Regions from separate parts of the Gossypium hirsutum genome. Here regions 1 and 3 are each linked to region 2. A link is a contact called in public Hi-C data. All regions are on one chromosome and are shown on one strand. Each heading gives the region's core, a stretch centred on a gene start, on an enhancer-like site or on the middle of the called end of the contact. The rest is flanking DNA. Distances are from core to core; before and after follow the strand shown.

Region 1 (4,430 bases), core at 1,224-3,723, 310 kb before region 2:
CAGTCATTCATTGTTGGGCTGAGCCACCAGATTAAGGTATGTGCTAGGACACCGTTAAGGGCTACCCCTATGGTCTATGGATGGTGTAGGTAAGTGAGTTATTCTTTAGCCCTTTTGTAAATGCTTTCAATATAATAAAACATTAATCCCTTTGAGGAAAGGTGAGGCATACTGGGTGTATTCACTATAACCAGTGGGATCGAAATATGGCTTAATATTAACTCGTAGCTTGCTTGTGTTTGAACATGCTATTGAGGTTGTTAGATGTCGTGAGTGGAAGCGTCCATCCAAGTGTCACATGAGCTTGCAATCGAGTGAGCATAGTTGAGTCCATGACACGTGACAAGGATTGAATCAAAGACTTTCAATATAAATCAAGTTCTCTTATATAGAAGATCATATCATAATGAGAGTTTAACAGTAACAGGATCTTTGCCTATTGAAGATGATTGAAGACATTTATAAGTGGTTATTTATGTGGAATAAGTGATTGTTATTTATTGTAAATTTATTTGTTCATATAGGATCTGTTTCATTGAGTGAAATTATGAGACTTAAATCATAGGTTGTATTTGTTGAAGTATAGTAGATTAACTTTTTGGGCAAGATTACGTAGGAAACTTTTGAATTAGGTAAACAAAGTTTTGTTTCCATTATCTATTTTACTAATAATAGTCACTTAATCAATTTACAAGATATACGAGGACTTATATTTGCTAAGCAAAAATCAGCAAACTTTGGATTATTATTGATTTTCCGTTTATCTCCATCTCCAACTGAATAATCATGAGGTTAAAATTGAAAACAAATAAAGAAAATAAAAGGGTTACAACTAATTAACGTGGCCGATGAGTTAATTACGAGCTACTCAAATTTCTGGCAATTCTGATAAATCCCCCACTCTTGCGAAAAGATTGTACCAGAAATCCATGTTAGTATCAGTATCATATAGATTTGAACCATAGTCATTGGTTGTTTCCAACTTCGGTAATGGGGAGCTTGGCAAGTATTGAGGATGAAGTTGCTGGTCTGAACCAGCAACTTGAAAGTCGCTAGCCATGCTTGAATTGTCGGCCGACAATACTTCCGACCAGAAGTTCTCATCGATTTCAGAGACATATTCTTGTGTTTCAATCTTGTTCATACACATGTTACTGTTGTTTTCGCTTGTCGTTACTGTGGAAACCTCGCTGCTGGATTCTGGTGGGGAAGCAGGCCTATTATCTGCAGCAGTTACAGCAGGGCTTAGAAAATTCATGGGTTCTTGTTGTTCTTTTTTGATGTCCTTGGATGAATCAACGTTGGATTTGGGTTGTCCCTTGTTGTCAATGGAGCCATGGTTCGGTTTCAGCCTCTTCTTCAAGTGGGTGTGCCATACATTTTTAATTTCATTGTCTGTTCGTCCCGGTAATCTCGCCGCAATAGCAGACCATCTGCAGGAGAATCAGAATCTGCTTAGGCCAAGGATTAAACAAAGGGATGGTCTTGCTTTTGGCAGTAATTTTTTTTTAAGAATAAAAGATGGAATGACTTGTATTTTAGTGTCTGAGAAGAGAAAAAGTTAATAAAGTTGAGTAATCAATTGCTAATCTTGAATGATAATTACTAGTATTTTCATTTTTTTTATGGCTTGTAAGAAGCATAGGGACAAATCTCAGGGAGGAATCTTCTCAGTCCCACATGTTTCTATGATTATATCTATGACCAAATTGATTATAAAAAATAAAAAAAGTTATCAACCCAAAGCAGATCTATGAATAAACAGCATATTCGGAATCGGATATCTCCAAAATTCAAAGTAGAAAAACAGTCCAAGAGGATCAATCATCTACATATGTAAAAATGGATCAACTTAAATTAATCCTACTAATTTTGGTTTTGTTTACTAATGATGGAAGCTGAAATTTGAAGTTTATGGGAATCAGTATAGGTAGTATATACACACCTGTTACCGAGCATTTCATGTAAGTTGATTATGGTATCCTCTTCTTCCCTGGTGAAATTCCCTCTTTTGATGTCTGGCCTCAAATAGTTAGTCCAGCGTAGCCTACAACTCTTTCCACACCTCAGTAAACCTGGAAAAAAAACAAAAGAACAAGAGAGGGATTCATCAGAAAAAGATTAAAAGAAACTAGTAATCGATGGGAGAAGTTGAAAGAAACCAGGAAGTTATTGGTTAATTACCAGCTTGTTTTGGGAGTGCTCGCCAGTTGCCATGGCCGTAGAGATTAATGTAATTGATGAGAATCTGATCTTCCTCCGGAGTCCAAGGACCTTTCTTCAGTCCCATTTTCTCACAGCATGGAGCTCTCCCCATTGTTTTTTCTCACCCAAAGGGCTGTTGTTGCCTTCTTAGCTCTGTATCGAAGATGGCAAGAACTGATAATAAGCTCAAAATAACAGTATTTATAAGGGCTATATATGAATATATTAGTACACAATATGACGAGAGTGGAGACAAAAGCAAAAGTTGGGCTGTACATGAAAGTCAAAAGAGTACTATTTGATTATACTAATATTATTTCATACTTTTCAAAAGGCATATCCACCACATCCATAATTGCTAGGAAATCTCCTCTCAAATAATCACCCTCAACTATTCATGTGTGGTGATGGGACTTGGATATATCGAGTGCTCAAATAAAACGTGGGTGAATTAATATATGTTTATATCAATAATTTATTTGGAATATGGATATAATGATATATGTGAACAAGTGCATGTACTTTTCATGTAGCAGTTCAGCGGCTCAACTCCAATTTGGCTAAATATTTTGGTTACAACTGGCTTACGCTGAGAATTCAGAAGCTTATTGGAACACGACAAGTTTAGTGTTATCAAGGGTTTTCTATAGGTTAAATTTTGTATTTAATTTATTTAGTTTTATTCTTTTTATTTTAAACTTTAAAATTTTAATCTTTATCAAATAATAATAGTTAAATTTATTAATAAAAGTATGTTATTTTTAAAATTTGATACACTAAAAATATTATAAGTTATATAATGTTATTTCAGATTATTATTTTTATACATTACTCACTAAAAATCTAATTAATGGATTATCGATAGTTATTTGTACTCATGAAATTTTAAAATTTGAAGAGTATAAGAAATTAGAATGATCTAGTTAGGAAAAATGGACTAATTTTACAATTGTATGCATAGTACAAGACAAGTAATTGAATTAACTAAATGAATTTAACTGTTATTGTTTGGACTAAGACTAAAATTTTAAATTTTAAAAAGTACTGGAATTAAAATTGATCAAATAAAAGTACAATAACTAAACCTGTAACTTTTATTAATTACAGAGACTAATAACACAATTTAACTTTTCCTTTATTAGAGATTTTGTGAGCGAAAGAAAATTTTAATATGAAGAAATATATTCATAAAGAATTATTTAACAATTAAGGAATATATATAAATAATATTTTACTAGTTTCAAGTGCATATTTAGTTTTTAGTTGTTTTAATTAAAACTTTTATATAAAATAGGAAAAAAGATAAAAATATTATTACATTAATACTTATTACTTTATTAAAATTAAATTTTAAGTAATTTTATTTATCGAATTTGTATTAAGTTGACTCATGACACTAACTCAACAAACATATTTTATATAGTATGTAGAACACGATATGGATGAAAATAATTTTTATCTAAAAAAATTATCTTTTAAAATAATGAGACTTTAGTTGAAATGGTGAAATTAAAAATTTGAGATATTTGATGTTTTAAGTTCAAATCTTATCATCCACATATTTTGCATAACTTTAAATTATTTTTTCATAAACTGTATATAAAGTTATGAAAAGGAAAAAAAACACACACACATCCTATAAGAATCTTTATTAATTGTCTAACATTTGAATTTTTAATATTTTTTCTTAATTGAATTAGTGTCGAGTTAACTTGTAACACCAATTTAGTCACACACTTAAATAATATATATAAATTAGATTATAACTGTCAATGTGAATAAGATGATTATGTAGAAATATATTTATAAAAAATATATAAATAATAAATAATTTTTGGTTGAAATGATAAAATTGAAGTTTTCAAGATTTTAATGTTTCAGGTCAAAACTTATCATTTGTGGATTCATTCTAGTTTTAAATTAATTTTATAAATTTTATATAAAAATGAACACCCTCATAGTATTTGTTCATTTTTAGGTAAAAGTATTTTTAGTTATTTTTTAATGAAGTAGATATAGTTGATTCGTGACACTAATTCAATTAATCACTTAAATATAACTAGATTAAATTATAGCACACCCACGCCCGGGTGAAAAAAATCTTGGTAAAAAATATATCTATAAAACTTTTATGTAAAAATAACTAAGATTTTGGTTGAATGGTAAAGTTAAAGCCACGAAGACTTTAGTGTTAAGTTCAAATCCCATCATATGTGAATAATTTA
Region 2 (4,732 bases), core at 1,748-4,247:
ACATGATAGATGAAAAGTAAAAGTGACCACGGGTTATTTATCTTTGTGATAAATGACTTAATTATAACTTAATAGTAATTGACTTTTCATAAAGAAAAATATAATAGTTACCATGAGATAAAATAAGGTCATATTGAGAAAATGAGTTTATCCCAAAAAGATTAAGGATATCTTATGAGGGTAACACACTTATGGCAAGGTTATTGGATGAGTACTGATTAAGTAACTTTCATAATGGTATGTAATTAGGGAGACCTCAGTCATGATACTATAGTGGAATGCCATTGTGACTAAATAAGTTTATAATTAATAAGTGAAAAGATGGAACTTAATTATAAATTATTTGAGCCCTAATTACATATGTTCAAACGGTCCTAGCTCGTTGAAACTCGAAATGAATTGAGTGTAAAACCAAATGAATAGAAATGATGAAGTTAGAGAAATATGTCGCATTTACAAATGAATATGTTTTTCTCATTAAGTACATAAATGACTTGAGAATTAATTTAAGGTTTTCAAATTATTATTTAATTGATTACAATTAAATATTGAAGTTCGAAAATTAAATTAAATTAATTAGTCATTATGAATCCATTGAATATGAAAAATAAATATATTTCCTTAATAACCCTAGAATGAGAAGGAAAGGAAGACTCCCACATTCTTGCTTATACTCTGCCACCTTACTTTTGGTCTCGATCCATCACCACCACTATTTTCACCTTCAATATCTTTTGATTCTCTATTCAGTCAGGTTGAACCGACCTCCATCAGCTCAGTCATTTTCTTTTCGTGACTCCACCTTGTTAATCATACACATAATACATTTCATACACAAAGCTCTTGAAAAACTAGAACAAAACTCGTTGCATTTGCATACAAGGGAATTGATAGCTAATGCAATAAATGGATTGAAAAGGATACCACCTGTACCCTTTAGCCTTGCAGCCGCTGCATGATAGTTATGCTTCCAAATTCTCTTTTCCTGTACTTTCCCACTATAATTGGCAAACCCAAGTAGTCATCATTCTCTGTTTTTTTGTAGTAAGTTACAAGCACATCAGCCTATGCAATCCCATTTGTAAGATGGAAAAAATGGTGTTTCAACCCTCTACCTGTTCTGTTACAGTACGACCCATAATGTAGTGATATTTTGGCCCAACTTGACAAAATTGAAATATTGGGTCAAGTTTGCATGGAAATATATATTTCACTTCAATAATAATAAGATACGCGGCGAGTTGGAGGAGCAGTTGAATTAATGATGATGATCTAACGGGGTCCCGTGGACGGCAGAGATTTGTGTATTTACTTTGAAGGTTTAAAATGATGAAAAATATTTTTAAAAAGGCATAAATTATTATTTGATTCTTAAAAATTAAAATATATTTATTTTCTTATTTTGAAATTTAAATTTTTTATTTAAATTGATCCCTAAAGTACATTCACTTCCTATTTGACACTTAAAGTATGTCTTTTTTTTAGTTCATTTTTTTATAACCATTAACAAAAAATTATAATCAATCACAAAAGTAAAAAAAATATTTTATTAATGTATATATAAAATATAAAAATAAAAATATTATAAATTTAGAATATATATAATCTAAAAAAACATAAAAATTATAAAAAATATAAAAATAAAATTAACGAAAAATATGATAATTGAAATGAAATTATTTGAGATTAATAATATTATTTAAAAAATGTAAAAAAAGTATTTTCAAAAAGTAAAAATAAAAATTCTAAAATATTAAGTCTAAAATTATAAAAAATATTTAAATTTCAAGTTTTTTTTTCAATCACTTGAAACTTAAATACTTTTTTCATTTTTATAACATTTTTCAATTTTTATATATTATTTTTAAATTTTAAGTTTTTTAAATTTTATAATTTTATAAAAAAAGTATTTTTAAACTTTTTTTCATTATATCTATTATACATTTTAATCAATATAATATATATAGTATTTAAAAAGTAAAAAATGACATTTGTCATATTCTCATAGTGCCATGTGATTGGTCAATGCATGGTTAACTGTGGATCAGCAGTTGGTCAACTTTGTTTAAAAGTTGGTCAAAATCAAAATTATTTTTTAATATTTAAATATTTAATTTTTAATTTAAATTTAAAATTTTTTATTTTAAATAAATTTAATTGCTATATAACATTTTGTTCATTGATTAAAACATGCCAGGAGATGTTTTTCTATTACCAAAGTTGCCTAATAAATTTTATTTAACTTTTGTTACAAAATATATCGAAAATAGAAAAATTAATACTTTAAATATTAAATTAAAAAAATTAAATACCAAAAAGAGAAAATGGGTATCTTTATTTGCTAAATGTGACTTAAGTCCTTTGGAAACGGGGACTCTTTTTCTTGAGATGCCCTTTTGTAATTTGACAGTTTCTCCAAAAGGCCAGAGCAATAATGAAGCATGCAAATTGCAGGCGTTAATCTTACGCACCGCCCCCAGCAAGGCTACCCCACCGTTTTCTATGTTTTGTTTTCGGAAGATTCCTTTGTCATGTTCATTATTTCTTATTTATTCATTTTTCATTTCAGTAATTAATATTTTACATTTAATTTCTAAATTTATCATAACATTATTTAATAATTTTATTATAAGTTTCGATTATATCTATTTTTTATATAATATTAAGTATACATAATTTCTTCTTAATTTATTAATAAAAAAATAATCCATTTCAGTACACTTAAATTTATATCATTTTACATTTAACACTCAATTTACAATTTATTATAATCTTTAAGAGTAGAGAATAAAATAAGATTCTGTTGTTTATCTATATAACTTCTTTGTATTTAGAATTTAATATAATATTGGAAGCAGCAAACAATACCATTAGTTTTTTGTTGGTTAGTCATGTTTAAAAAACATATAAACTTTTATTAACTAAATAATTAGAATTAGAAAGAATTTTCTTTTTAATAAAAATAAAAGAAAGAAGCCAAAGGTGGCATTAGATCTCCATTTTATTTTTATAAAGTAGTGGATATATATTATGGTGTGAAAAAAATATCATATATGACGCATATTTTGTTTATTCTGAACTTCATTTCCTTGTAGTTTTATTAACAATATAAGCGCCATAGCTCTCTTTCATTAGTCTCCGCCTCTGTTATCGCCTCTGGGGCTCTTGTTACTTAACCTAGGGCTGTTCTTTATTTTCCTTTTCTCTCTGTTCTTTGTTCCGTTTGCTTTACTTCTTTCTGCTTCAATGTCGTTTAGGGGATTCAGTCGGGTATATCTCACTCTGTCATGACTTCTTTATTGTTTTATTTCCTTTTGAGATGTTAAAAAAAAATGTTTAATCTGCTATTTCTTATGTTGATATCAATTTATTGTATCTGTTAAGGTGACTTTCTGCTATTGCATGTTGTATATGTTGTTTGGTTTTCTGTAAAACTTTGAATTACTTCTCATGTTCCAATCGATGCTCCAAAATTAATAAACATGTCGACCCATTTTTTATCATCTCTTGAAAAATATGAAAACTCTGATTCCACCTTTACCAATAAAATAAATGTATAAGGTTGATGCTTGTATTTCCAGCCAAATGCTACATCAGGCATCGGCGTTGCTGATCAGACCAAGGATACTTTCTTGGAGCTGAAAAGGAAGAAAGTTTATCGGTATGTGAAATATAGGATCGATGAGAAGAAAAGGGAGGTTGTGGTTGAGAAAACTGGTGCCCCTGCTGAGACCTATGATGACTTCGCTGCATCTCTGCCTGAAACTGATTGCCGATATGCCGTCTACGACTTTGATTTTGTTACTTCTGAGAATTGTCAAAAGAGCAAGATTTTCTTCATTGCATGGTAGATTTTTGCCTTTGGTTTGACTATTATTGCAGTATAACAAATTTGACACTATTAATTACTTGTTAGTGCAAAGCTCCTTGTTAGTGCAAAGCTCCTTGTTAGTGACTGCGCTGTTGTTTTATTCTTACTTTCATGGAGCTTATGTTTCAGATTGTTCTGATGTTTAAGTGGATATGTCTGTATGCTATTTGTTACCCTTTTTTTGTTCTTTAATGTGCCATAAAGAACAGATAAAGTTTTATTTAAGTGTTTGGCCTGCAGCAAGAAAGGACATAAAATACTGATAGTATTTGACCCATGGTTTATTTATAGACTTGAATAAATGACCATAAGCGGACATCTGATTTTACTTAAGTTTTTTACTTTACTTGGAAACCTACTCTTTCTAGCCTATGGTTTCACCAAGGATAACAAATGGTCCTATTTTGTGTCATTTACTTACATGACGTCATTATTGTTGTTTTCATATTGACAAAGTTGCCGATGGGATGTTCTTCTTACTTAACAATTGTGTTTTGTTGATCAGGTGCCCTTCATCCTCTCGAATCCGTGCAAAGATGCTTTATGCCACATCAAAAGACAGGCTTAGAAGGGAACTGGACGGTATCCATTACGAGATTCAGGCTACTGACCCTACAGAGATGGATCTTGAAGTGGTGAGGGATCGTGCTCATTGAACAGTTTGCAGTTTTAGCTGTTCCATTTGAAGAGATTACCCAACTCTGCGTTACTCCTTCCTTCATAAAGCTAGGTGCAGGATCATTTTCGCATACAAGTTAGTGTATATTTAGTCCTTGAATAACCAGAATCTGGTAAAAAGCTGATCTGAAGCTCTAGGCTAAAAGTAACTTTGTTGCCATGAATTCAGATTCTTTACCATTC
Region 3 (4,310 bases), core at 1,592-4,091, 350 kb before region 2:
TATTCACTATACAACTCATTTGTATAAAATGGCTCATCTCAAATCCAGCAGTGATAAGAAAAGTGTTCAATGAAAACTGAGTTAAGAGAGTTTCCCTAGGTTTTAATTTCCATTGTACAATTAATAGTGTTGGCAACTTCATAGTTGGATTACCATAGTCCACTCATGTTGATTATTAGTTTATCAAGTTATTTAAATTATATTGTGTACATATCTGGCCTTTGTTTTCTTTTTCTTTTTTTCGATAGTCGCTTTTCTCATTTCTCACACATGCATACAAATCTATCATTTCTAATTGTATATTGTTGCTAGAATGCCTCTCCAACGCTAAGATGCATTGAACTTATCAGGAAGACATTGCATGTGTGAACCAGCTTTTGCTAAAATTATTTGGATGACTAGTGCTTGATTTTAATGTCTCTCAAGTATGGGAATTATTTTACTTATAATTATAAAAGGTGTATAATCCTCAAAGTTTCTTGAATTAAGAAATGATCTTTAGCATTTAAGCACTTGAATTTGTATTCCCTTATTCCCCTTACCTTGACGAATAAATGGTTTTTACATAAAATGTTATATGTTAGTGACCCTGAACTTCAAACCATCATGCAAATTAGGAGAATTTTATGGAGTGACAAGTGGCTTAGTAATTGAATCCTAATACATGTATTGGCAAGATCACATGACTCAACTCTCAAAGTGTTGATAGAAGGACACTTGTCCATGAAACACACATAATCTTACTTACTTGGAACGGGACTTTCTTGAAATCTTTTTAAGCTCTCTACATGTATAATCTTGTATGAACTCAACTCTTTCCCTCCAACCCTGTCTTCTTTCGACCTTCTTCTTTATATCAACATTTGTAAATCAATGCATAGGTATAAAATATCAAAGTGACACGATTGTTCGTTTTCATAAATACTAATGTATCATTAGAAGATAATATTTTATATAATATCATGAACCCTTAAATTTAACTTAATAAGAGCTAATGAGGCTTTGACATTATTGGTAAAAATTGAGGTGTTGGGTCATTGAGTACTACCATGCCCAATTGCCATGTGTGAGTCTTCATTCCACCATGTATGGGTTTTGTCCAATATATTCAAGTTGTTCGTTTGTTTATGCTTTGTGTTGGTTTGATTATACTTTGTAGTTGTTTGGACCTATATTTATAATTAGATTAGTATACTTATGATTGTAGTCTTTAAAAAAGTACTTACTTAATAAGAATAGCTAACTACAATTTCTTTTAGTTTTTTTTAAAAAAAAAAAACCTAACTACATCCCTTTTGAATAACAAATATTTACAACAACTTGTAATTTACCAGTAATTTAATATTGGTTAAAATATGTTCTATGTCCATGTATTTTTTGTACAATTGAAATTTAGTCTCTCAACTTTTTAAATTTCAAAATTCATGTCCAATTGTTAACACCGATTAAAATTTTTCTATTAAATTCATTGGTATGACATTCTGAAATAAAGAAAAAAAACTCACTTAGTAGTTATGTGATAGAAAAATGACACTATAATGAACCTAATGATTTTAATAAAAACTTTTGAATAATTCAGTGACCAAATTATAAATTTTTTAATTAAATGATCAAATAAAAATTTTATCCATAATTTAGTGAATAATACTGTAATTTAGTTAGAATAAATGTGTAAAGAATGTTTTAACCTTTAATATTAACCAAAAACATGAGGGGGAAGAAGGACAAGGTAACACATGTAAAAACAAAAGGAGTGTTGGGCCATTCTTCCTTCACGTGGACGATGTACTACGACGAGAAGTCATGTGCTTCATTTTTGGGGATTTCAAAAGGATAAGGTTACCCTCCATCTTTCTCCACAATAAAACCATTTAACTCCTAGACACTGATTGAAGATATGGATATGGGTTTCGACTTTCAATTCATTAATAACTATACAAGGTCTGTAATTTTCTTTTATATAGACAGGGTTCGTAATCTATATACTCAATCAAATTCGTCGGCATTAACAAACAATTCAAAAATCACTTATGAAAAAAATATTTAGTACTCAAGATTTTAGACTACATAAACTATAATAAAATAATTAGTATATCTATCAAATATTAATCCTAAATATTATTATAATAATTGATGTTTTCATATTTTTATATAAAATATTTAAATAAAACAGTTACATTTTTTTTTGTTTAAAATAAATCAAACATCTAATAATTCAACAGAAATTAATAAATATTTGTACCTAAAATTTTCATTACTTCACTTATAGTCTAATTGATAAAAATAACTGAAAACACAATCACCACGAGAATATTTTTATTTTTATATATTTCATATAAAATTAATAAAAAATTATATAATAAGATTTGAATAAAAAACCAATATTTTTTTAAAAAAAAGCCGAATTGATAGTCTAAATGATCAGACGAGTAGTTCGTTCGTCTAATTGATTCGTCAGTCTAATCAATTTAATTGATTCAATTAAAAAATTAATAAAACTAAAAATAAACAAATTTGATTTAATGGATTCAACTAATCCTTATTAGTTCCCAAATCAATTAATTCAAAATCTCTTTCCGAATCGATATTCTGATCAATCTGATCAACTCATTGAATTCGACTCAAACAATATTATTGATTACATAATATTTAACTTTTAAAATTTACTATTTCAACAAAACACTTATTTAATTTTTACCTACACTTTCAATAAATATATTTTTACAAAATTATTTCCATTTACGTCACATATGTACCAATTAATAAAACATATATAATTTTTTGTATTTTTTAATCGTGCTAAATAACAGTAAAATATTAGGAAGATTAAGGCCAAACATGTCCAAAAGAAAATTTAATAAAATAATCCATCTCGAAAAATGTAGCCACGTGATATGAATAACAGTTCCTCAAGTAGCAAGTTTGAAGTAGGGAGCGGGTTATCTGCACTGCACCACGTTTCGAACAGCCCAACAAGAAAAATCACCCCAACCCATCAGATCCCAAACAGCGGTTCGGTTCCTCCCTTGGAATGGAACACTTCTAGATCTACTCCTTGGAACAAGTTATGAAAATGGCTATATCTCTTGTACTGAGTCGACTCATTCTCTTCCTCACTCTCACCTACTTTGCAGCCGTCTCATCATCTACTACGACCTCAACAACTCTAAAACGGCACTCTGGGTTTCTCTACTCTAGAACCCGAGAAAAATGCACTCCTCAGTAAGCCCTTTCTCTCTCTTAAAACCATAAAGAATATCAATATGCTTATCTGTTTCGGTATTTCTCACAGTTACCCAGAAACCAAACAGTTTTTAAGAAAGTGTTTTCTTTTAATATTGTCTCGGTGAGTTATGGCACCGAGTTGAGTTGGGGGGATGCGAAATGTTGAGAGCTTTACTTATCCGCAGGTTCTGGAGCAGCAGGAGAGAGGCGTGGCCAAGGATGGTCCCACAGGGATCAACGGTATCGAACGTGTTCGGGTCGAGAGCGAGTGAGCGGTACAGATCGGATATGACATTGTTGGAATCAAGGGCTGTGAATGAAGAAGGGAACGTGTTCAATGAGCTGCTGAAGCAGGCGAGTGCTGCATTGCTGAACTCGTATGCGAGGAAAGGGTTCCCTTACTCGGCATGGGAAGTGAAGACTCTGATGATTCAAGGGTTGGTCTCGGAACATGCCGCAGCACGCCTAACCAGACGCTTTTTCGTTGCCAATGATGCTTGTATTTAGTAGTATTCGGGTTGATACTAGCTTAAAAGGCGATAGGAGAAGCTAGTTTTGCTTGAAGCACTACGACTCTGTTCTTTTTATTTTTAGTTTGTCAATTTGGTAGATTATCGCAAATTAAATGTGAATTCGATGAAAGATATTTCTCATTGGTCCTTTTAGGTGCTCATGCATGTCGAGGTATTGAAGGATTATTGGGAACTTAATAATACTGGTGTACTGTGTTGATTCTTCCAGCTTCCCTTGACCCAAAATCAGCTTTATTCTTCATGTTTTTGCTTAAATCTCATGGTGCATATGGTTTCTTCTAATACATTTTTCTTCATTTCGTATTGCAACCAGTGAGGGGCCTGGCAGGGTCCTAGTAATCTCCTGGAGCCGGCATTGCTGTGCTCACTGGGACTGCGAGTAGAGAGAGTGGAAATGGCGAGAGCTATTGTTTGGTAGTAGCAGAAATGTTCAAGGGAAATTGGGGGGAGGGCTGATGACGGGATTTGGGCCATTAAGGCCCCCTTATTAGTGTCGAAAAATTAGATGATGGCTGGTCGTTTACTCTTGTAAAGCCCGTCATGATGTTAACA

The links. Hi-C and Micro-C count contacts between places; a contact is called where the count stands out from the background.
Region 1: a contact with region 2 is called in a Hi-C map of leaf, with 2.9 times the contacts expected there. The contact joins the promoter of LOC107952873 here to the promoter of LOC107955253 in region 2. A contact is called at or near these places in 5 of 34 Hi-C or Micro-C datasets (callus, hypocotyl and leaf).
Region 3: a contact with region 2 is called in a Hi-C map of leaf, with 2.3 times the contacts expected there. The contact joins the promoter of LOC107952872 here to the promoter of LOC107955253 in region 2. A contact is called at or near these places in 6 of 34 Hi-C or Micro-C datasets (callus, fibers and leaf).

The regions. Positions count from the first base shown.
Region 1 is chrA07:38,402,971-38,407,400 of Gossypium_hirsutum_v2.1, reverse strand. LOC107952873 (transcription factor MYB14) reads right to left here and starts at 2,473. Exons shown (of 3, transcript XM_016888075.2): 1 at 2,185-2,473; 2 at 1,946-2,075; 3 at 728-1,433. The coding sequence starts at 2,317. The coding sequence ends at 869.
Region 2 is chrA07:38,091,989-38,096,720 of Gossypium_hirsutum_v2.1, reverse strand. LOC107955253 (actin-depolymerizing factor) reads left to right here and starts at 2,997. Exons shown (of 3, transcript XM_016890996.2): 1 at 2,997-3,270; 2 at 3,582-3,847; 3 at 4,377-4,732. The coding sequence starts at 3,247. The coding sequence ends at 4,527.
Region 3 is chrA07:38,446,713-38,451,022 of Gossypium_hirsutum_v2.1, reverse strand. It overlaps LOC107952872, which reads left to right and starts at 2,841. Exons shown (of 2, transcript XM_016888074.2): 1 at 2,841-3,222; 2 at 3,411-3,965. The coding sequence starts at 3,068. The coding sequence ends at 3,732.